3 separate regions of the Mus musculus genome follow, and regions 2 and 3 are each linked to region 1. A link is a contact called in public ChIA-PET and HiChIP or PLAC-seq data. All regions are on one chromosome and are shown on one strand. The core of a region is the stretch at or near the end of the contact, and the rest is flanking DNA. Distances in the headings are between cores, read along the strand shown.

Region 1 (2,751 bases), core at 66-2,565:
CAACCACACACAAAAGCAGAGTGAGCATACCAGAGCCCACATGCCGACCAACAACATCATAATCACAATGCCCACCCTCTCTGAGTCATCTGAGTCACATTCTAGACATGGCTTATATTTCAATGTCTCCTAAGTAGACACCTGAAAAATATAACCAAAATATCATAAATATACCTGATGGTTTCCTATAAATATTTAACAATCTTCTGGAAAAGTGGGGCGGAGGGGGCTAGGCTTCAGAGACTTTGCTATATTCCATGGTATAAATATTCCCACTAAGGGTAATGTCAAGCCAACAAACATAAGTGCAATTGAGATGCACATATAACAAATGTGTCAACCTTATACAACACCTCAACTCTGCAGAAACACTGAGCATAGTTTATTTTATTTTATGTATATGTGCACCGTGTGCCCAAGGACAGAAGTAGTCAATGCATTTCCTGGTACTGGAATTAGGGATGGTTGTGAGCTGCCATGTGGGTGCTAGGAATTGAACCTGGGTCCTCTGGAAGAACAGCTAGAGGTCTTAATCAATGAGCTGTCCCTATAACTTAGTTTTTTGTTTTTTGTTTTCTTTTGTTTTAATGACCATTTAACAAGCGGCTTGCAAAATTCCCAAAAGCTTAGGTATTTTTGTAAAGATTTATTTATTATTATATGTAAGTACACTGTAGCTGTCTTCAGACATACCAGAAGAGGGTATCAGATCTCATTATGGATGGTTGTGAGCCACCATGTGGTTGCTCACATTTGAACTCAGGACCTTTGGAAGAGCAGTCAGTGCTCTTAACTGCTGAGCCGTCTCTCCAGCCCCTTAGGAGATTATTTTGATAAGCATGAGCACGTCGGCATTAATACCCTCAATTCACACTGAAAGAACTAATAATCCTTGACTCTCACCAGCTGTCCTCTGACTCTCTGTCCTCTCCCCTCTCTCTCTGAGGTAGAAGAGTCAAGCAGGAAACAGGGGAATGCTGGGAAACCACACCAAGGCGGGAGGCCCTTGAGCTGGCTGTGCGCGGCTTCCTGTTATAAACAGCCTGCTGTCACTGCTTCTGGGGGGCTAAATGAGATGCCCTCACTCACGTTCATCTCCATTTCACCAGGAAATTTTAGCTGTGCTTTTATCTTGAAGAAAAACAGTTTGCAAAGGAGCAGAAGGGGGAAGTTGGAAGTAGAAAACTATATCCACGCTGGAGCCCATGAGCTTAAGCTGCCAATGAATTCTAAGCTGAAGAAGATGGGCTATGATGGGAGTTTGCAAAAGCCGTCCATTATGTTTGCCCTTTAGCAACCACCACAGAGCATCGGGTGTGGAGGGGCAAGGGCAGACAGTACAGCTGTGACCTTCAGCCTGGAAGGTGCATGCTGGGCCATGACCCCACCCTAAGCTTACTACATTTAAGCAAAGCTCCAAGGTCCAACCAACCATTTTTTTTTTTTATTGTAAACTTTATTTTGTTTTTCTTTTAAAAACCATACTAGGTGGTGGCGCACACCTTTAATCCCAGCACTTGGGAGGCAGAGGCAGGTGGATTTCTGAGTTCCAGACCAGCCTGGTCTACAGAGTGAGTTCCAGGACAGCCTGGGCTATACAGAGAAACCCTGCCTCGGAAAAAAAACTAAAAAACTAAAAAAACAAAAAAAAAAAACAAAAACAAAAACTGTACTAGGAAGATTTATAACATGATAAAATAGGAAAAAGCAAGGGTCCTGCATGTGCTTTTCTTGTAGGTCTAAAAAGGATCGGCCCCTGCCTGGCCACACCCACATGTTTTCCAGCAGATCCTGAGCAGATGATGTCACCCACAATTACTCTAGCGCTGCAAACTCCCCTTTCCAGATCCCATGGCAGGAAACCTCTCTGATCATTCATATATATATATACCTATACACACACACACACACACACATACACACACACATATATATGTGTGTATGTATATGTGTGTGTGTATGTATGTATATATATATATGTCAAGACCTAATTATTAGTAGGGAAGAGCCCCATGGACAATTAGTTTTTGTAAAGTTTGCTGATATAATCACTGACTAAATTCCTTGTGTGAAAAATGTCTTGGGAAACTGAATGCCATCTGGGTAGGCAGACTGTATGGTGGGGTGGGAAAGGGACAACAGAGCTCAGGGGCCTGTCTGTGTCTCTTCTGTGCTCTGCTGTGTATATTGGGTGGGTCCTCTGAGCCTACCCATAAGGACAGAACAGCTGCTGCCGTTCCCCTTCAGGAAACTGTCATAATCCACTGTGATCGTGTCTCTGAAAACACCTCTGAAAGTGAGGTATACCATTCCCTGTATATGCAGAAATGGTTAGTTGTATAGGGAGACAACAACAACAACAACAACAACAACAACAACAACATCATCTATTGCTTTGGTCCTGAACACAGGAGGAGAATACTCTCAAAAGGAAAAAAAAAAGGGGGGGGGTGCAAAGAAAAATGGTGAAGATTGGATGGTGTTCATAGCCAACAAACAAACCAGGGGGGATATAAGGGTAATGCCATGTTTTCTATCAGGTCAGAAGTGGGTGAACTGAGGATCGACAAACGGGATTGCTAGCATTGCCGAGGCGCCCCCAAACATTCCTGTTGTATTAAATAATGAAATTAAAATTCGAGATTCAACACGTGATCCCCTCTTCAGATAAAGCTGCAGGCTGATCTAATGAAGTGGTTATCATTCTGCATTGGACACTCTCGGAGGCTTTGCTTCTCAGTGTTACATTCT
Region 2 (3,110 bases), core at 92-2,591, 210 kb before region 1:
TTCCTGGAGACCTGTTTCAAGGGTTGAGAACTCATATAATGAAATGTATTAATATAATGAAAAGTCTCAGTCATTTATAAATTATATTAAGGTAGTGCTATATTATAGTCATGAGTCACCATGTGGGTGCTTGGAATTGATCTCGGGACTTCTGGAAGAGCAACCAGTGTTCGTAACTGTTCAGCCATCTCTCTAATCCTCCCTCCCCCCCAATTTGATAGATTTTATTAGATAAAGATAATAAACACAGTTCTGATGTCTTTTGAGTATACAGTCTAGCTGTGCAGAGGAAAAAAAGGCCAAATAATATAAGGAGCTATTCCAGTAATACATAAATATGTTAGTTTAATTTTTAAAAAGATTGCATGCACAAGAAAACAACACATATGTGTTTTTAAGGTTATGGCTTTATAAGGTTTATGGTTTTAAAGTTATAAAGGTTAGCCTGGCATAGATGCCCCAGCCCTTCTAAGTCAGTCCCTAAGCAGAAGAGGAAATAATAAGAAAAAGATGTCAGAGAGCAGGGAGAGGTCACTTCAGGCCAATTCAGTGTCAATCGCCAAAAGGCACAGATAGAAGATGCAAGGTCTAGGGCAGACCTGTGAACAAACCAGCCAGAGTGCTGGAAGCCACAGCTGTCAGTCAGAGTCAGAGGGAACTGGCAAGCCCTGCTAAATCAGACACCTGGCGGTCCTCAGTCTCCATGACAACGTTGGGAGCAAGCTAAGAATTCAAAACCTTTTCTAGTTGCATGTCTATTAGATTGTGGGTGGGATTCTAACCCACACAGCCCAACTCTAGCACTGGAAAGGAAGTTCTAGGAGGGTTTGCACAGGGCTTGGAAGCTGGGTGGACCGGAAGTTTCCTGTCTTTCACTGTGTGCGCGAGTGCTAGAATACCTGAGCGTCTACACCTTAGCGTCAGTGGTCCAGCTGGCATAGCCTTGTGTGAGCTGTACTGCTCAGTCTGCCCAGGGTCAGTGACGTGGCTTTCAGTAGGCCACCCTCCAAGCGCTCCAATTTTTGTAGATCATGGCTCTACACAACTTGGGAGATTGGGAGGACATTCTTAACTAGAGGCCACCAAAAATCAGACTTTGAAGGAAGACAAATCCGGCCCGAGGTGTAGGGTTCGTTATCCAGAAACGCTGGAGGAGAAAACCTAGGAGGTAGAGATTGCAGCGTTGTGTGGCAAGGCAGAGCATGGGGTGACAAGGGGGCTGTGCAGATCTGGGAGTGACTTGGTGCCAAAAAAGTCCAGACAGATGGAGAGAGATCAGTCAGGCCTAGAAAAGATGGTTATTGTTTCCTTGCTGTTGCCATATCGCTCGTGGCCACTAGAGGGCTTCCCCGCCTCATCTGGAATCCACACCTCAGCTAAGGTTTCCCAACCGTGCTGCGTTCCAAATCTAAGCCAGGCTGGCCCGTGGGCCCCTTGCTTAACCCAAGCTGGGATTCTGAACCAATGAAATTTGGGGTGCCTCTCACTGGAGTGACAACGAGGCTGGGAACCAGGAGTCAGATGCAGGGGTGACAGAATATGTGGCAGGGTCCACAGTGGCCTGGGGCAGCAGGATAAAGGGAAAGGTAGCTGCCTTCCAAATACCAGCAGGGGCCAGTAAGCAAGGCTTGAGGGAGGCAGAGGTTCTAGAAATCGCTGGAATCCTTTCCCTGCGAGGTGGGCTGTTCGACCTCTCTGGTCGTTGATCATAAGAAACCCTTTCTTTCTCCGGTTTGCTAGCATGGAGGAGCTGGGCTGAACGGCCCGGGACAGCAGACCACAGCCCATTGAGCAATGATCTCTGGGGCTGTTTGTGCAATGTGTGTGGTGTGCTTGGGGGGGCATGCTACAGACACAAAAATTCTAAGACCCAGGCTGTGGGGTGAGAGGGTCATCTCTCAGCCATTTCCTTGGGCAGAGAAGTTCACCATAAAAGTCTAGGTATGAAGTTGTCATTCCCCCTAAAGATGTAGGGTATGGCCTTTGTCTCATGTTCTCCAGCACCTTTGTCTCCTTAAAAAGATTTATTTTTATTTATATGTGTTAATATGTGCATGTGTGTGGAGTGCCTGTGGAGGTATCAGATCCTCTGGAACTGGAGATATAGAACTGTGAGCTGCCTGATGTGGATGCTGGGAACTTAACCCTGAAGTAGCAGCAAGTATTACTTCTTAACATTGGAGCCATCTCTCTGTTCCCTCTCTGACCCAATCCTCCAGCATCTCTTTTGGCCCAGCCTTGATCTTAGTGGACAGACCTTCCACAGTAGAGAGCTGCCTGCTGCCTGCTTCACCTGTCCCCGGGCAATTTCTCTTTCTATCTCTGTCTGGATGTTGTCCATATCTCTCAGAGGTTAGATCATGCTCTCTTATTCGGCTGTATCCAGTTTGGCCCTGTTTCTGTCTGCTGCTCATACTGGAAGTCGGATGGTGGTTCCAGTGGCTACATGAATGATTTAGGGATCGGCAGGAAGGAGATTTGTGTGTGCATTTATATATGTTGGCTGGGCGGGGGTGGGGTGGGGTGGGGGGAGTGTGTGTCCTGCTTCTCTGAGGGCTCAACTCACATATACTCAAAGACATTGGTTAAACTGAAGAATGAATGTCCCAGATGCCAAATCTATGCCCACCCTAAAAGCACAGGGCTTGTCATGGGCTTATACCAGTTGCTATGAGCACGTCCATTGAACACACACTCTTATTGGAGCACAAATATGCAAACTCTTTAGAATATATGTTTTCATTTTCCTTTTTAATTGAGATGTTTCTGTAAGAGCAGTTCTCAAGGACTTAGGTACTCATTTAAGTTGGAGGCATTTCACTGCGTGTACACCTAGTATACAAGATGGCAGCTGTTCCTTAGACACAACTGTTCATAGTACATCAGGCTGGTTCCTGGTCTTCGTTTCCACCTTCTTTTGCCATCTCGTGACACTTGTGATCTAAGGCTGGATCTCTCTCTCTCTCTCTCTCTCTCTCTCTCTCTCTCTCTCTCTCTCTCTCTCCTTCCCTCCCTTGTCCAAGTTCTCCCTACATAGTCTGCAAAGTTTTGAACTCACTGTGTTGCCTAGACTGGTCTTGAGCTCTCTGTAATCCTCCTGCTTCAGCCTC
Region 3 (3,006 bases), core at 373-2,872, 240 kb before region 1:
TCCTAGGCTGGCTCTAGACTCACTACACAGCCAAAAATGGCGTTGGTTTTTTGTTTTCCTGTTTCTACCTCCTAAGTGCTAGGATTATAGGCTTTCACCTAAATCGGGGTGGGGGTGGGGGTGGTTAGAGCCTTGTGCCCTCTAGGCGAGCCACCTTTCAACCGCATCCCCAGTCCTACAGCTGCCACTTTTGAGAAACAAATGTGTAGAAATGAAGCATCCTGAGAAAATGTTTGAAGTAGCAGTAACAAATGCAAATCTGGGTGGATGGCGTAATACAGAAGTGTGAACTCATTCAAATGAATGCAAGCAGAGGCACCCGGACTCAGAGCTCACCAGCTACCCACACCGTAATCATGATAACCACTCAGGATGCTTAATAAATGAACCGGATATTAACCCAGCCTTGGGATCACACTGTGTATAGGGCTTGGCGCCTACAAATAGGACTTGAGGTGTTTCTGACCCCTGCAAAGAATTATGAGCCAGTGTGAGGCAGCATTTAGGAGCTCCCCTTGCAGCATAGGAAGCCCTAGGAGTCAGGGTCAATACAGAGTCCTCTAAAGACACACAGAGGAGTGCTAAGAAGACCTTGGGTGGGGTGGCCGTGGGGTGGGGGAGGGGAGCTCACTGGCCTCAGAAATGGCAAGAGAAGGGGGAAGGCACTTCCAGTTAGCAAGTGTGGAATGGAGCAAGAGAGAAATCCAGAAAGGTATTTGTGACTGTGACTGCAGGGAGACTGGCCAGCCAGGAGTCAAGGATGCGGAACAAGGGAGTTTCGATGTAAGAATCTTTTTTTTTTTTTTTTTTTTTTTTTTTTTTTTTTTTTCTCGAGACAGGGTTTCTCTGTGTAGCCCTGGCTATCCTGGAACTCACTCTGTAGACCAGACTGGCCTCGAACTCAGAAATCCGCCTGCCTCTGCCTCTCAAGTGCTGGGATTAAAGGCATGTGCCACCACTGCCTGGCTCGATGTAAGAATCTTAAAGAGTTCTGCAAATGAAGACACTGACTCAAACATCAACTATCCATGCCATTTGAAGAAGGCAGACAGTAAAATGCTCCTGTACTTAGGACTTTGAAAACATCGCCATCGCTCGCTTTTAGTATAACTTCAGTTTCTTCCTTCCCCCACCCCCCACCTCCGGTCCCACTCGTTCCGGCCCAAAGATTTTTTAAAATTTTATTTATTTATTTATTTATTTATTTATTTATGAATGATATGTAAGTACATTGTAGCTGTCTTCAGACCCACCAGAAGAGGGCCTCAGATCTCATTACAGATGGTTGTGAGCCAATGTGGTTGCTGGAATTTGAACTCGGACTTCTGGAAGAGCAGTCAGTGCTCTTAACCGCTGAGCCATCTCTTCAGCCCAGTTTCTTAATCTATAAAGCGGAGATAATTATACCAGTCCTGTTTTACTGAGATCTGAGACTAAATGGGAAAGGTCATTCCATTACTAGGGTGGGGCTGGTGTGGGGCTGGTGTGGAGCTGGGGTAAGGGTGGGGTGGGGATGGGGGTGGGGTGGTGATGAGGTGGGGGTGGGTGAGTGGCGAGCACTGGTTCGTAACCCATCAAGCAGCCCGTGACATTTGGCCTGGAGATGCTATCTGTAGATTTTTATTGCTCATTTCCTGTTTCATCCTTGCGTTGCCAGGTGTCTAGCTGCACTGGCAGGCTTTCTGGGCGTCTCTGCAGCCAGCCTTCTCGTGGTGCGCCCTCTAGTGTTGAATGCTTCAATGACTTAATCTAAATGTAAATGTGAGCGTGAAGACTCTGATTTACAAGGAAACTGTCCTTAGGAGTGCTAAATAATAATAATGGTGGTAATAATAATAATAATAATAATAATAATATTTTTAAAAGCTCTGTTTTATACATAATATGAAAGACAGCATTTTGGGGCAGGGTATCATGTAATCCACACAGAAGACCTTGAACTTCCTGCCTCCATCTCCCAAGTGTTGGGAGGACAGGCTTACCCCACCACGCCTGGCTTTTGGGAGTCTGGGAGTGGAACCCAGTGTTCCATGCATGCTAGACAGTTACCCTGCCAACTGAGCTACATCCCTAGCCCCACAAAACGGCTTCTTGTTGTTGCTGTTGTTTATTTATTTTTGTTTTTGTTGTTTGTAGGCAGGGTCTCACTGTGTATTCCTGCTGGCTTGTAACTCCCTTTGTATACCTGAATGACCTGGACCTAACAGTGACCAACCTGCTTCTGTCTCCTAAGTGCTGGGCATAAAGACTTGTGTCAGCACACCCAGTTGTTGCTGGCTTTGTTTTGTTGTTTGCTTGTAAATAAGGTCTCACAGCTTATCTCTAACAGGCCTGGAGCTTGTAGAGATTCTCTTGGCTCTGTCTCCTAGGTGCTAGGGTGAAAGGCAGGCACACCACACCCAGGGAGGTCAGCTCACTTGGTGTTGCTCATGTGTTTATTGGTGCTGGAATCTCCCTGACATATTTAACCTGTCTAGACCTCTGTTTCCTCATCTGTCAGGGTAAGGTCTCCTGGGTCACAGCCCTTGTTTGTCTTCATAGTCATCATGATTGGCTTTAGGATCACCATGGAAACAGACCTCTGGGGCAGCGGATTTGTTTTTCAGAGAGTTTAACTGAGGAGAAACTCAGCTGGGGTTCCAGGACCAGTGAACCTGAGGCTGTGAGGGGAATCTTGGTACTTCTCTCTGCCTGCTTCCTCACCAGCCTCAGGACCAGCTGCTTCTCACAGTGTCCCCCCACCCTTCCCCCACCGCCAGGTCACGCACTGTTCTCTCCAGCACCAGCCGGAGGAAACCCTTTCTTCCTTAAGTTAGTTTCATCAGGCATTTTGCAAAAGCAATAGAAGAAGTAATTACATTTTGAGAGCAAAAAACAAAAACAATCGGTTAAAATGTTCTCAAAAGCTGTTAAGGCGCTACAGAAATACGAGGTGAGGAAATAGATCATGCGCTAGTCTAATTTTTCTGAACAGTGTATAGGAAACAGACATGTCTTAATTTTGTC

The links. ChIA-PET counts read pairs in DNA pulled down with a chosen protein or histone mark. HiChIP or PLAC-seq counts read pairs in DNA pulled down with a chosen protein or histone mark.
Region 2: an H3K4me3 HiChIP or PLAC-seq map of bone marrow-derived macrophages shows a contact between it and region 1, with 5 times the contacts expected there. The contact joins two enhancer-like sites. A contact is called at or near these places in 1 of 15 datasets of contacts at CTCF or cohesin (the NIH/3T3 cell line), 2 of 484 Hi-C or Micro-C datasets (Th1 cells and bone marrow-derived macrophages) and 10 of 115 datasets of contacts at active chromatin or transcription factors (the 230-238 cell line, T-cell acute lymphoblastic leukemia, acute myeloid leukemia and 6 more).
Region 3: an RNA polymerase II ChIA-PET map of effector CD8 T cells shows a contact between it and region 1, with 22 read pairs. The contact joins two enhancer-like sites. A contact is called at or near these places in 1 of 39 promoter capture datasets (the C10 cell line), 8 of 115 datasets of contacts at active chromatin or transcription factors (Th17 cells, effector CD8 T cells, embryonic hindbrain and 5 more) and 2 of 9 other capture datasets (adipose tissue and liver).

Annotation. Positions count from the first base shown.
Region 1 is chr5:105,441,850-105,444,600 of GRCm38.p6, reverse strand. All of the region lies in intron 1 of Lrrc8b (leucine rich repeat containing 8 family, member B), which reads right to left. Among named protein-coding and RNA genes, the nearest start is that of Lrrc8b, 27 kb to the right of the region's middle. Within about 2 kb of position 1,315, at least 92 of the 459 cell types and tissues checked have an H3K27ac peak or open chromatin away from gene starts, as enhancers often do. A contact at or near this core is called in T-cell acute lymphoblastic leukemia, Th1 cells, Th17 cells and 3 more, where this site is marked.
Region 2 is chr5:105,653,117-105,656,226 of GRCm38.p6, reverse strand. Gm32276 (a long non-coding RNA gene) reads right to left here. Exons shown (of 5, transcript XR_389458.3): 2 at 1-11. Among named protein-coding and RNA genes, the nearest start is that of Gm32276, 3.4 kb to the right of the region's middle. Within about 2 kb of position 1,341, at least 86 of the 459 cell types and tissues checked have an H3K27ac peak or open chromatin away from gene starts, as enhancers often do. A contact at or near this core is called in T-cell acute lymphoblastic leukemia, Th1 cells, bone marrow-derived macrophages and 1 more, where this site is marked.
Region 3 is chr5:105,683,732-105,686,737 of GRCm38.p6, reverse strand. No RefSeq gene overlaps it. Among named protein-coding and RNA genes, the nearest start is that of Lrrc8d, 15 kb to the left of the region's middle. Within about 2 kb of position 1,622, at least 111 of the 459 cell types and tissues checked have an H3K27ac peak or open chromatin away from gene starts, as enhancers often do. A contact at or near this core is called in Th17 cells and effector CD8 T cells, where this site is marked.